Regions from separate parts of the Canis lupus genome. Here region 1 is linked to region 2. Evidence: chromatin contacts called from public Hi-C data. All regions are on one chromosome and are shown on one strand. Each heading gives the region's core, a stretch centred on a gene start, on an enhancer-like site or on the middle of the called end of the contact. The rest is flanking DNA. Distances are from core to core; before and after follow the strand shown.

What was found. Hi-C and Micro-C count contacts between places; a contact is called where the count stands out from the background.
Region 1: a contact with region 2 is called in a Hi-C map of blood, with 3 times the contacts expected there. The contact joins the promoter of SAP18 here to the promoter of ZDHHC20 in region 2. A contact is called at or near these places in 2 of 9 Hi-C or Micro-C datasets (amygdala and blood).

The regions. Positions count from the first base shown.
Region 1 is chr25:17,088,337-17,094,265 of UU_Cfam_GSD_1.0, reverse strand. It overlaps SAP18 (Sin3A associated protein 18), which reads left to right and starts at 1,387. Exons shown (of 4, transcript NM_001252161.1): 1 at 1,387-1,565; 2 at 1,749-1,858. The coding sequence starts at 1,437. SKA3 (spindle and kinetochore-associated protein 3) reads right to left here. Exons shown (of 10, transcript XM_038573491.1): 10 at 4,303-4,470.
Region 2 is chr25:16,958,975-16,964,474 of UU_Cfam_GSD_1.0, reverse strand. ZDHHC20 (palmitoyltransferase ZDHHC20) reads right to left here and starts at 3,283. Exons shown (of 13, transcript XR_005378493.1): 1 at 3,016-3,283.

The sequences.
Region 1 (5,929 bases), core at 138-2,637, 130 kb before region 2:
ATCTGCTTTCACCACGAGTATTAGAAAATGCCCATCAGTCCACCAACAAATGTCAAATTTTTGCTTTGTTAGTGAGTGTAGTTTGTTACAAACCAATCACTATGTTTTTTTTTTTTTTTTTAAGATTTTATTTATTCATGAGAGACACACACACAGAGAGAGAGAGAGAGAGGCAGAGACACAGGCAGAGGGAGAAGCAGGCTCCATGCAGGGAGCCCGACGGGGGACTCGATCCAGGGTCTCCAGGATCACAACCTGGGCTGAAGGCGGCGCTAAACTACTGGGCCACCGCGGCTGCCCAATACATTTTATTTTTTTAAATTACACTTCAGTGTTTGGGGTACAAGTAAATACATGGCATAGTAATTTTTAAAAGATTTTTTATTATTTATTTATTCATGAAAGACAGAGAGAGAAGCAGAGACACAGGCAGAGGGAGAAGCAGGCTCCATGCAGGGATCCCGACTTGGACTTGATCCCGGGTCTCCAGGATCACGCCCCGGGCTGAAGGCGGCGCTAAACGGCTGAGCCACCCGGGCTGCCCGGCTCTATGGTTTTCATGCAATCTCTGACTAGTAAGGAGCTTGAGCATCTCATGGTTATTAGCCATGTGGGTTTCTTCATTTTAAAAGCACTTTTCGGTTATTTTACCCATCTTCCATTGGGTTGTCTGTTCTTTAATAAAAGCTATGGGACACTAGCTTTTGTCAATCACCTGCATCATGGAAATTTTTTACCACTCTGTGGTTTTTCTTTCTTGATGATGTATTTTAAGGTCAGGCCTCGTGGCTTTACTTTTTTTTCGATTTAAATCTCGTCAGGTTCACCGATCTCTGGCTCCACGCCTTTTGTATCACGTATCCCAACGCACTGATCCTGAAGCGCGTTCACGCTACGCCACAAAGTTCTCGTCCTGCTGTTCACACGCGGGTCCCTGGCCCACCGCGTGCGGAGGCGCCCGTCACCCTCCCGCGGTACAGACGGCTGACGATTTCGCGAGCACACACTGCAGCACCGTCTTCCCCTCCATTTCGCAGCCTCTTCCGTCTTCCCTCTGGCGTCCGGTTCCCATCCAGGTCTTCCTTTATTCCAGAGTTTGATGCTCCGCTGACTCACTGATCCCCTGTACCACTCTCGAGTCCTTCGTTTGCGAACATTCACTACGCGGGAACAATGCCCCGCCGGCTTGTTTGTCCCGCGAACAACTGGCGGTCACTTCCTCAGCCTCCGAACACCCACAGCGACACGATCCCTCAGAAACCCCGCCCCGCGGACGCCAACGCCCGCCTTTTTCCTGAGGACGCAACACGCAGGCGTGGCCGGGCCCGGGCTCACGCGCCGCACAACGAACTGCGCCTGCGCCAGCAAACGCCCCGCCCCTCCTCCCCGGTCCTCTATAAAGCCTCGAGCTTCTCCTCGCGAGAGACTCCGTTCTCATGCTCGCTGCGGGGGTCGGAGGTCAGAGCGAGCGTCTCGCGGGCCGTAGGAGGAAGATGGCGGTGGAGTCGCGCGTTACCCAGGAGGAAATTAAGAAGGAGCCGGAGAAACCGATCGATCGGGAGAAAGTATGGGATCCGGAGAGAGGTGGAGGTGGGCCCGGCGGGGCGGAGAGCGCGGCCTGCGTGCAGGAAGCGGCAGTGTTTGCTCCCCGGGCTGTAAGAGGCCGCGACGCCTCCGGAGGGAAAGGGAGCCCCGGACCCGAGCCGCTTTCTTTAACTTCTGCCCTCCTTTTCCTCCTCTGCTCCCAGACGTGCCCGCTGCTGCTGCGTGTTTTCACCACCAATAACGGCCGCCACCACCGAATGGACGAGTTTTCCCGCGGAAACGTGCCGTCCAGCGAGCTCCAGATCTACACTTGGTGAGAGCGCGGGGTCCGCGGGGGCGGGACCCGGGGGGTGGTCGGGCATTAACACAGTAATTCCCTCCGTGGCTCCGCTTCCTCCCCTTCCGGGTCCTTGGGCCCGGCTCTCAGAAAGTTGGAAGTTTTAGTTGTTAGGTAAAAGGGGATTCTCCCATCTTGTAATACAATTAAGCTTCATGTTCAAACTTTTGGGTTGTGAAGAACTGACGCACCCAGGATTGCTATCACTGTTGTGGCTGCTTGGTATAAAAATACACGTAGATAAATAAAATGCAGTAGCTGCCCTGAAGGGGCCCGTAGTCAACTAAATGGTACTAGAATTACATAGTAAAGTAAATCCTCAAGAGCATTTCTGTGAAATATTAAGCCTTCAATGCTATAGTATTAAAAAAGGAAATCAGCAAAAACCCAACTGATTTCTGATCTGGTGCTTAATGGAAAAGCTTTTAATGTGTGTTTCGTGAAGACCTGCCCCTGAATGTTTATGTGTACCTTCTCTACCCCTAAGTCTTTCTTAGGGCCATTACATGTTGTAAGCATATTTTTAGAGCTGCATATGTTTCCTTAGTTTGACATCATAATGGCTGTGTAGTAGCAGTAAAAAGTTAAGTGTTAAATATATATCTTTATTATATAACGTTAAATTTGCTATTATAATTCTTAAATGTATGATTCAGTTGCATCAGTTATATTCGCATTGTGCAACTATTACCTATTACCAAAACTTTTTCCCCCTCCTTGGCAGAAGTTACCCAGTAAGCAGTAATTTTCCATTCCTTTCTTCCCCGATAGACTCTAATCTAGTTTATATCTATATGAATTTGCCCAGTCTAGGTATTTCACACAAGTGTTGTGTTTGGCTTATTTCAGTGTGACATTTACAAGGTTCATCCATGTTGTAGCACATTCTTTTTTATGTGCACACAACTTCATTTTTTTTTTATGGCTTAATATTTTAATGTATGGATATACCACGTTTTGTCTGTCCACTTTTCTGTTGATAGGTACTTGAGTTTCCATTTTTTTGGCTTTTGTGAATAATGTTGCTATGAACCTGGGTATGCACATATCGTTTGAATCCTTTTGGGTATATTCCCAGAAATAGGATTGCTGGATCATAACATTATTACATGTTTAACTTTTTAAGGAATAAGGAAATAACAAGCTGGTTTTCACAGCAGCTGCACCATTTTACAGCCCCAGAGAGTGTGTAATTTTAAACTGTGAGTCCAGCACTCACTCCTTTAAAGACTGGGACCGTAATTGTCTTTGTGTTGGTATTGGTTAAAGTTATGTAATATGATTTTAGTTCAGCATCATTCCAGGATAAAAGCTCCAGGAAGGTTGATTTAACTTACAAGAAAGAACTGTTACTAATGTATTGATGAAAACTCTGTTCGGGATTGAAGTGTATACTTCTCCAGGCATCAGAGTTCTATTTGCTAGGTGCTGTGCTTAGATTTTGAGGGTATGAAGTAAAGAAGGTACTGCCCCTCCACGCAGTCAGCTCAGCCTACTGGAGAAAGCAGATGAATAAATGCTAATTAGGTAAGACTTAAGGGTGAAGATAGCAGAGTGAGATTGTTCCAAAGATCCTTTACTCCTAATCCAGAAAAAAAATTACGTAAAAATTCTGCCCAAAACTGTCCTATCCCTAAACTGCAACCAAATAAGGAAAAGCAACTTATGTTATACCTTAAAATGATGGTCAAAGACAAAAATTCTGAAAGACTTGTGGTTGGTGTGACAGCACAGAGTCCTGCCCCCTTTTCCAGAAACAGTACTGAAGGAAGATTAGTTAACAAATCTTGGGAATTCTCAATTTGTAGAAGTAGACTGTAGGACTGAATAGGCAGCCCTAAGATAAGTCTAAGAAAAAGGAGTGAAGTCCAGAGGAGCCTAGCAGAAGTCAGTTGAGTTTGCCAAAGTTCAAGGCACTGTGTGGAGTTGGAGGAACAAGCCAGACACCACAGGAGTGGTAAATCTCCCTTGCTCGGGTGGTCATTAAACAGGTTATTGAAAGGGAAGTAATTAGGTAGCTATATCAGGGTTTAGCTAGAAAAATGGAACCAGTCGGAGATCTGTATGAAGAGATTGATTGCAGAGAATTGGCTCACATAATTATGAGGGCTGCCTAGATAACTAAGTCCCTAATCTATGGGGTGAGCTATAAGGAAGGGCCAGGCTAGAACAAACTCTCAAACAAGAGCTAAGACTGCTCACAGCAGCCTGAATTTTTTTTAGAGAAGCTGCACTCTGCTCTTAAGGTCTTTTCAACTACTTGAATCAGGCCTATTCAGATTTTCTGGGATCATTTAAATTTAAAGCCAACTAGTTATAGACTTGGACTACACACACAAAATACCTTATAGCAACACCTCCATTAGTGTGATTGAGTAACAGACTGTATTGACACACAGAATTGCAAAATTGACACACAAAACAGCCTCACGGTCGCTTAGCAAAGACTTCAGCCCCAAGAGAGCTCTCGCGTTCTTCGTGTAGTCAAGTTTTGGACCAGTGGTCAGAAAGCAACACTCGCACTCCCAGCTGTTGGTCTGGGGAGATGAGCCTCAGGTTGGAAGCTTGTAGGAGAGTCACTGGCAGAACTGAAAACAGATGTAAACCAAATTCTGCAAGTTTGTGCGGAACAAGATGACGTGGCACATATTTTTAGAAAGGAAGAAAGCACGTACGCATCATAAGTACAGAGGTGTACTAGGGAATACCTGATGCGGGATAGTTAACATCAGAATGTCAGGTTAAAAATCAGCCTTGCCTCCGACTCCACGAGGACAGAGTTAAAACAGCTGGGGAATTGTTGCAGAAGAGGCTAGAACTCTGACAGAATCTCACAGACAAAAATAGCCACAAAATTAGGAGGTGATAGGCAAAACTAAATCTTATCTGGGATTTTATAATTCATTCAATTTTACTTGTTTCTTTTGTTAAATTCGGGTTTTATTAAAAATACGTATAATATTTGAAGTATGAATCTATGAATTATATTTTTGTATTGTAACCTCAGGATATGTAATATGCTTGATAATCTTGTTTTTTTTTTTTTTTTTTTCCCCCCGTAGCATTGTGTATATGTACGGAAAGATGCCTACAATGATGTTAACATCACTGCTTCTTTCTGGTTGATGAGATTTGGGGTACAGTTTGTTAAATTTTTGTAAATATGGCTTTCCCCCTCTTCAAGTAATGTGAACACGTGTCAAATGAGAAAGGCAGTCATGCACAGCTTCTCACCCCTTTGTTGTATGGCCGCCTAGAGTGACCTGCGGCCTGGAAGGTTTTCTTGGTTTGGTTTTTTTTTTTGAAAAGAGATAAAGAGGCCTTGCATCCTGTGCTGAGCATATGGCTTTGGGAGTATCTTTCCCTGTTCCGGGTTTAATGTGTTCTTTGTTCTGCCTGAGTGACATTGTATGGCACCTGACCTGCAGTGACTGTTCTGTGGGATTTTTTACTTGCAGCAAAAGAATGGAGCATGTAGACTATCTAGGCATTAATAATGTATGTATTAGCTACAGGGTGAGACCTGCTGGCCATGGGGGACCCACACTCCCATGAAGCTGGTCTTGCACTGTCTTTTTGTAGAGCAAGTAAAGCATTTATCCCTCTGTTGTCTGTGTGAGTTGAATCTGTGTTAGCAGCCCCAACACCTGCAAACTAATGCAGTAGGTTGATGTCCTGGGACCAGGACCGCTGCCCCTGGTGGAATGCATTGTTGTGCTCTTGTTATCCTAGCCACGTGATTGGACTCCTCCTCTGGAGGTGGGAACAGGTGTCACTTGTGTGACAAAAGTTTTATACAGAAACTTAAAAATTGAGATGGAGATAAGTCAAGGGCAACATACACAGTTAAATAATGAGGTAGAAAGAAAGCAGTGACAGTGGGGAATGGAGAAAACGATTGATATGTATTTAGGAGGTAGAAACAACAGGATGGAGATGGTTTAAGTGGCCTGCATGCCACTGTGGAGCTCAAGGCAGGGCTTGAACTCAACCTTGAGATCAAGAGTCAGATGCTCAACTGACTGAGCCACCCAGACACCCCGGTGA
Region 2 (5,500 bases), core at 2,034-4,533:
CACTTTAAGTTAAACTCACACTTCACTCAATTTATATATAGACATATACCAGTGAAAGGGTCTGTGTTATGAAAACATAAATATATATGTAAGTAGTTTAAAGGATAGTGTTATTATGAAAGTGAATGAACTTTTATGCTCATCTACACACACAGTTCAGTGATACTGCAGACCTCCCAAATTCTCCATAGTTAACCTCAGATAACTTAGAAGAATTAAGTATAGGGCCTTTATCAGAGCTTTCATTACTGATTATTTAAAAATTCTGTCAAGCATTGACCCTTAATGGTTGCAGAATGTTTTAACTTAATGAAATCCTGGGGTATGATCTCGAAAGGATGGGCCTAAAGCCTAACTGAAGTCATGATCTCCAAAAAGGGCAACAACCTAACCCCATGCACTACCCTTCTCCAATCATAGAACAAAACAATTACAGTTCCAGTGACTTACTAAAGTTATATGTAGTGTAAATATGTAAATCACACTGCAATAGCCACTCAACAACTGTGTGACCTAACCAACAATCTATTCGCTCAGAGTCTCATTTCCTACATCTGGAGGAGATACCTATACTCAGAGATGGAGGATTAAAGAATGAAAATAATATCCCCTCCATCCTTATTAACACATAATACTTTTCAATTCATATTCATTTCCCTTTCCGTATGTTTAACCTCACCTTTTGATTTTTTTTTCCCCCAAAAACCCTCTATAAGGGAGGGTGCCTAAGTGGCTGAGTCAGTTAAGTATCTGCCTTTGGTTCAGGTCATGGTCCTGGGGTCCTGGGGTCCTGGGGTGGAGTCCTACACCAGGTTCCCGGCTCAGCAGGGGTCTGCTTCTCCCTCCTCTGCCACTGCTCTGCTTGTGCTCTCTTCCTCTCTCTCTCTGTGTCAAATAAATAAATAAATAAATAAAATCTTTAAACCATCTACAGTTTAAGCTGTGAGATTTCAACATAAATGCACATTTTTAGTGTTCCTTCAGAAGCTTTACTTCAAAACTACTGTGTAATTAGAATAGGGTAGGAATAATCTTCTGACAGAATTAAATAAGACTGGTACAACTTTTGGAATAAATGCCCACTTCAGAGTAAATAAGATCAAATACCATCACAAGCTGATGAGAATCCTATGATCAGTACCACTTTTGGGAGTAGCTTTAAAAAATACCTAAATCTAGTCAATTTTAATTAATTCAAACATCATTATTCAATAACATTCAACAGATTAACTCCATTATTTTGTGTCCATGTATTCCACAACTAATTTATTCTGGGGCCTATTCACAGGAATGCTTTCCTTAAAATTAAATATTCTATAGGTACAATATGATTTAGTTGAAAGCAATTATTTTCATTTAAAAACCCACCCTCTCAAACTTTTTTTTTTTTTTTAATTTATGATAGTCACACACAGAGAGAGAGAGAGAGAGGCAGAGACACAGGCAGAGGGAGAAGCAGGCTCCATTCACCGGGAGCCCGACGTGGGATTCAATCCCGGGTCTCCAGGATCGCGCCCTGGGCCAAAGGCAGGCGCCAAACCGCTGCGCCACCCAGGGATCCCCCTCTCAAACTTTTTGAGCCAAGGCATTCTCTTTCATGTGCAGAACTCAGTTTTAACCAAGTATTTGAGAATTGTACAAGTCTAGAGCCACAACTGGAAAAGTCTTCATTCTGCCACTTGCAAGTGGAGTGGGTGGTACAACTACTTTTCATTTCACATTATCAATCAACCTCAGGGGGCTTTTTCTTTTTTTCCTTAAGATTTTTTAATTTAAGAGACAGAGAGAGCACAGGCAGGGGGAGCAGCAAGCAGAGGGAGAGGGAGAAGCAGCCTCCCCGCTGAGCAGGAAGCCTGACAGCAGGGCTCGACCCCAGGACGCTGGGATCGTGACCTGAGCTGAAGGCAGGCACTTAACCCACTGCGCCTCCCAGGCACCCCGCGAAGGCTTTTTTCAAATGTACAGAACCAGGGTCCACTAGATAGCCGCGGCCTGGCGTATGCTAAAACTAGATCACTCTGGATGCCAAGGGATGGCCTGTACCAACACCATTTACTATTTGGTCCTCAGTTCCCAGGAAGAATTGATACGAAGAGCAGACACAGCAGAAGCGGAAGGCCAGAAGAGCCCTAAAATAGCCGCACCCCCAAAGCCTGCGAGCAATTCGCGTAAGGCAGAGTACTCATCACTATCACACAGTCGGGGCCCTCAAACAGTGCTTCGAGGACAACCAATTTCTTTCCATTTTAACGGCCACCTACTGAAATCTGGGTCTTAAATCCTCGGACTGTATCCTGGGTGTTACTCCTTTTCCACCGCAGGGAACCCGGTGAGAACCTGGTGCACTAAGAACTAGCGAGAGCCCTGGCAGGGACGGAAGCGAAAGCCCTAAAGTCTGAGGATGGAAGAAAGACGGACCTCCAGCACCGACAGACCAGGAAAGAGAGAACCCGGCTCCATATCTCCTCTCCCTCCTTCTTTCGGTCTTAAAATAACACTGTGTGTGAGTGAGTGGACGCAGAGGCGGAAGAAATGAACTTTAAACGGGTCCGGGGCCACCAGAAATGAGCAGCGGGCAGCGCTGTGCCCCGGGGCCCAACCTGCCGGCCGCCGGCGGCGACCAGACCACCTGCCTCCCCGCCGCCCCGCCCGCTCCCCTTCCCGCGCTGCTGGGGCGGTGGAGGACGAGCAGATGCCCGCGTTCTAAACAGGAACAGAAGCAGAGTGAGCGCGCGCGCACACACACACACACACACACACACACACACACACACACGCGGCTCCCCCGCCGAGGACACGCCGCGTCCGAACCCAGCAGCCCCGGAGCCACCGGAGCCCGGGCGCCCCGACCGCCCTGCCCCCAGGGCGCCCCCGAGGCCGCCCCCCAAGGCCGCCCCGCGCCGCCCCGCAGCGCGCTGACAAAGCCCCGGGCGCGTCGGCCTGCTCCCGGGTCGGGGTCGGGGCCGGGCCCGGCGGGCCTCGAGGGCAGGCGCACGCCGGGGGCTCGGTACTCACACACGCACAGCTCCACCACGTACGCGTAGTAGGACCAGACGACCACGAAGGTGATGAAGAGCACCGGCACCCAGCCCACGCCGCGCTGGCAGCAGCGCCAGAACGTCCACGGCGCCATGTTCCGCCGGCGGCTGCTGCGCCCGGCGCCCCACGGTCCAGCGGAGCGCCCGGGCCCCGGCGGCGGCGGCGGCGACTCGGCTGCTCGAGGCCGCTCCTCGCCCACGGACCCCGCCTCCCAGCCCGAGCCCGAGCCCGAGCCCGAGCCCGAGCCCGCGGAAGAGTAGACGGGAGGCCCCTCCGCGACTCCTCCCCGAGCCGCTCCCGGCCAGGTCCCGCCCCCGCCCGGCATCCCAACGCCCCCCCACCCCCGCCCCCCCGCGCCCACGCCCACGCCCGCCCCGCCCCGCCTCCGCCTTCGCCCGCCGCAGCCCGCGGCGCGCCCCGGTGGGCGGGGCCGAGCCCGAGCGTGGGGCGGGGCCGGGCGTGGGGCGGGGCCTCGGGGACGGCCCGGGGGGTGTGGCTGGGCTGGCGGGGTGGGAGGCGGAGGAGGCCGGGGGAGGAGAGGAGGAAGTGAGCCTGGGGGCACCCGCGAGACGAAAGGCGCCTCCTCGAGCGCCGACCGGGAGAGCGAGCTGCTTTGGGGGCGCTTGGCCCACGCCGGGAGGCCGCCGGGAACGGTCCCTCGGCCGATTCGTGGGCCTCGGGCCTCTCAGTACAGAACGTGGTCTCCTGGGGCCCTGCGGCCCCTGACCGGTGCGGCCCGTGTTCGGATAGGACCGGCCCGAGCCACCCCGGCTGCGGGCGAGGAATACCTATTGTTAAGAATCCCTGTATTTTGCAGTGATTTGCTCCATGTTTCAGGCGGAACTGACAGATGAAAACCCCTATCTGAACATCCCTCCCCGGGAGAAGGGGGCGCCCGAGGGACCCCACGGGGACACGCTATCATTTTTTCCACGATGGAACTGAACTGGTGGATGTCTGTGATTTAGGAGGGAAGCCGTGTGCAGTCTGTCACTTTGATTTGAAACCCGAATCTCGGGGATCCCTGGGTGGCTCGGGGTTTGGCGCCCGCCTTTGACCCAGGGTGTGATCCTGGAGACCCGGGATCGAGTCCCACGACAGGCTCCCTGCATGGGGCCTGCTTCTCCTTCTGCCTGTGTCTCTGCCTCAATCTCTCTCTCTCTCTCTCTCTCACATGAATAAATAAATAAATAATTTTTTTAAAAAAAGAAAAAAATCTAAAACTGAGCTGTGGAAAAGGGAGCAACAGCCCTCTCCCTGCCCCTAAACCACTGCTGAAATCTTGAGTTTATTTACAACTGGGAAATCTTGCTAAATAATGCCTGTAGTCATAACAACCTAGAAGCATCACTGTGAAGACATCATAATACAAGGTCAGAAGCATTACGAGTAATTCCAAGCCTCATTTCCAGTTACTATCATGTCTATTCTTGTTAGACTAAGATTTTCATTAGCTACTACTCACTAAAGTCTCTATGAGACAGATATCCCCCGTTTATAGTGTGATATGAAGGTCTGTGAAATATTAACAGATAATATTTAACTACAGCACACCAGTGGTAGAAATAATAAAGCATGTGTAAATTATTTTGTTCTCCCAGATTTTGTATCTTGAAAGTCATGTTAGTGGCAAAAATGACAGTAGGTTAAAGGCACTAAAGTGAATCACATTCAGCTTGTTTTCCAGAGGGGTTGCTTAGGAAAGTTAGGCTTCAGGCTGGAATTTGGATTGGCATGAAGACCATAACTTAAAGCCTTTTCTCTTCCTGCCACCTATGTATATAAAAAAACATCTTACTAAAGCTCAGTACAAATGCCATGCCTTCCAGCATTCTTATCTGGAAATGATTCATTTCTGTTGTACCATTTTGCTTAATACCTGTAGAAGTTTCCTAGGGCTGCCATAACAAACCACCACAAACTGGATGGCTTAACACAACAGAAATTTAGTGTCTCACAGTTTAGAAGTCCTAAATTAAGGTGACAGCAGGCTGTACTTCCTCTGAAAACCATAGGGGCTAATTCTTGCCCATTACCTAGCTTCTGGTAGTAGCCATCAATCTTCAGCATTCCTTGGCTTGCAGCTGGATCACTCTAATCTCTGCCTCTCTTGTCACGTTTTCCCTTCCTGTGTCTGTATCTCTATGTCTATTCTCTATTGGATTGAGTGCCCACCCTACTCCAGTATTACCTCATTTTAACAAATTCCTTGCAAGAATCCTACTTGAAATAAGGTCATATTCTGGGCAGCCCAGGTGGCTCAGTGGTTTAGCGCCAACTTTAGCCCAGGGCCTGATCCTAGAGATCCAGGATCCAGTCCCAAGTTGGGTTCCCTGCATGGAACCTGCTTCTCCCTCTGCCTGTGTCTCTGTCTCTCTCTCTGTCTCATAAATAAATAAAATATTTTTAAAAAATAATAAGGTCATATTCTAAAGTACGGGAGTTAGGACTTCAACAGGTC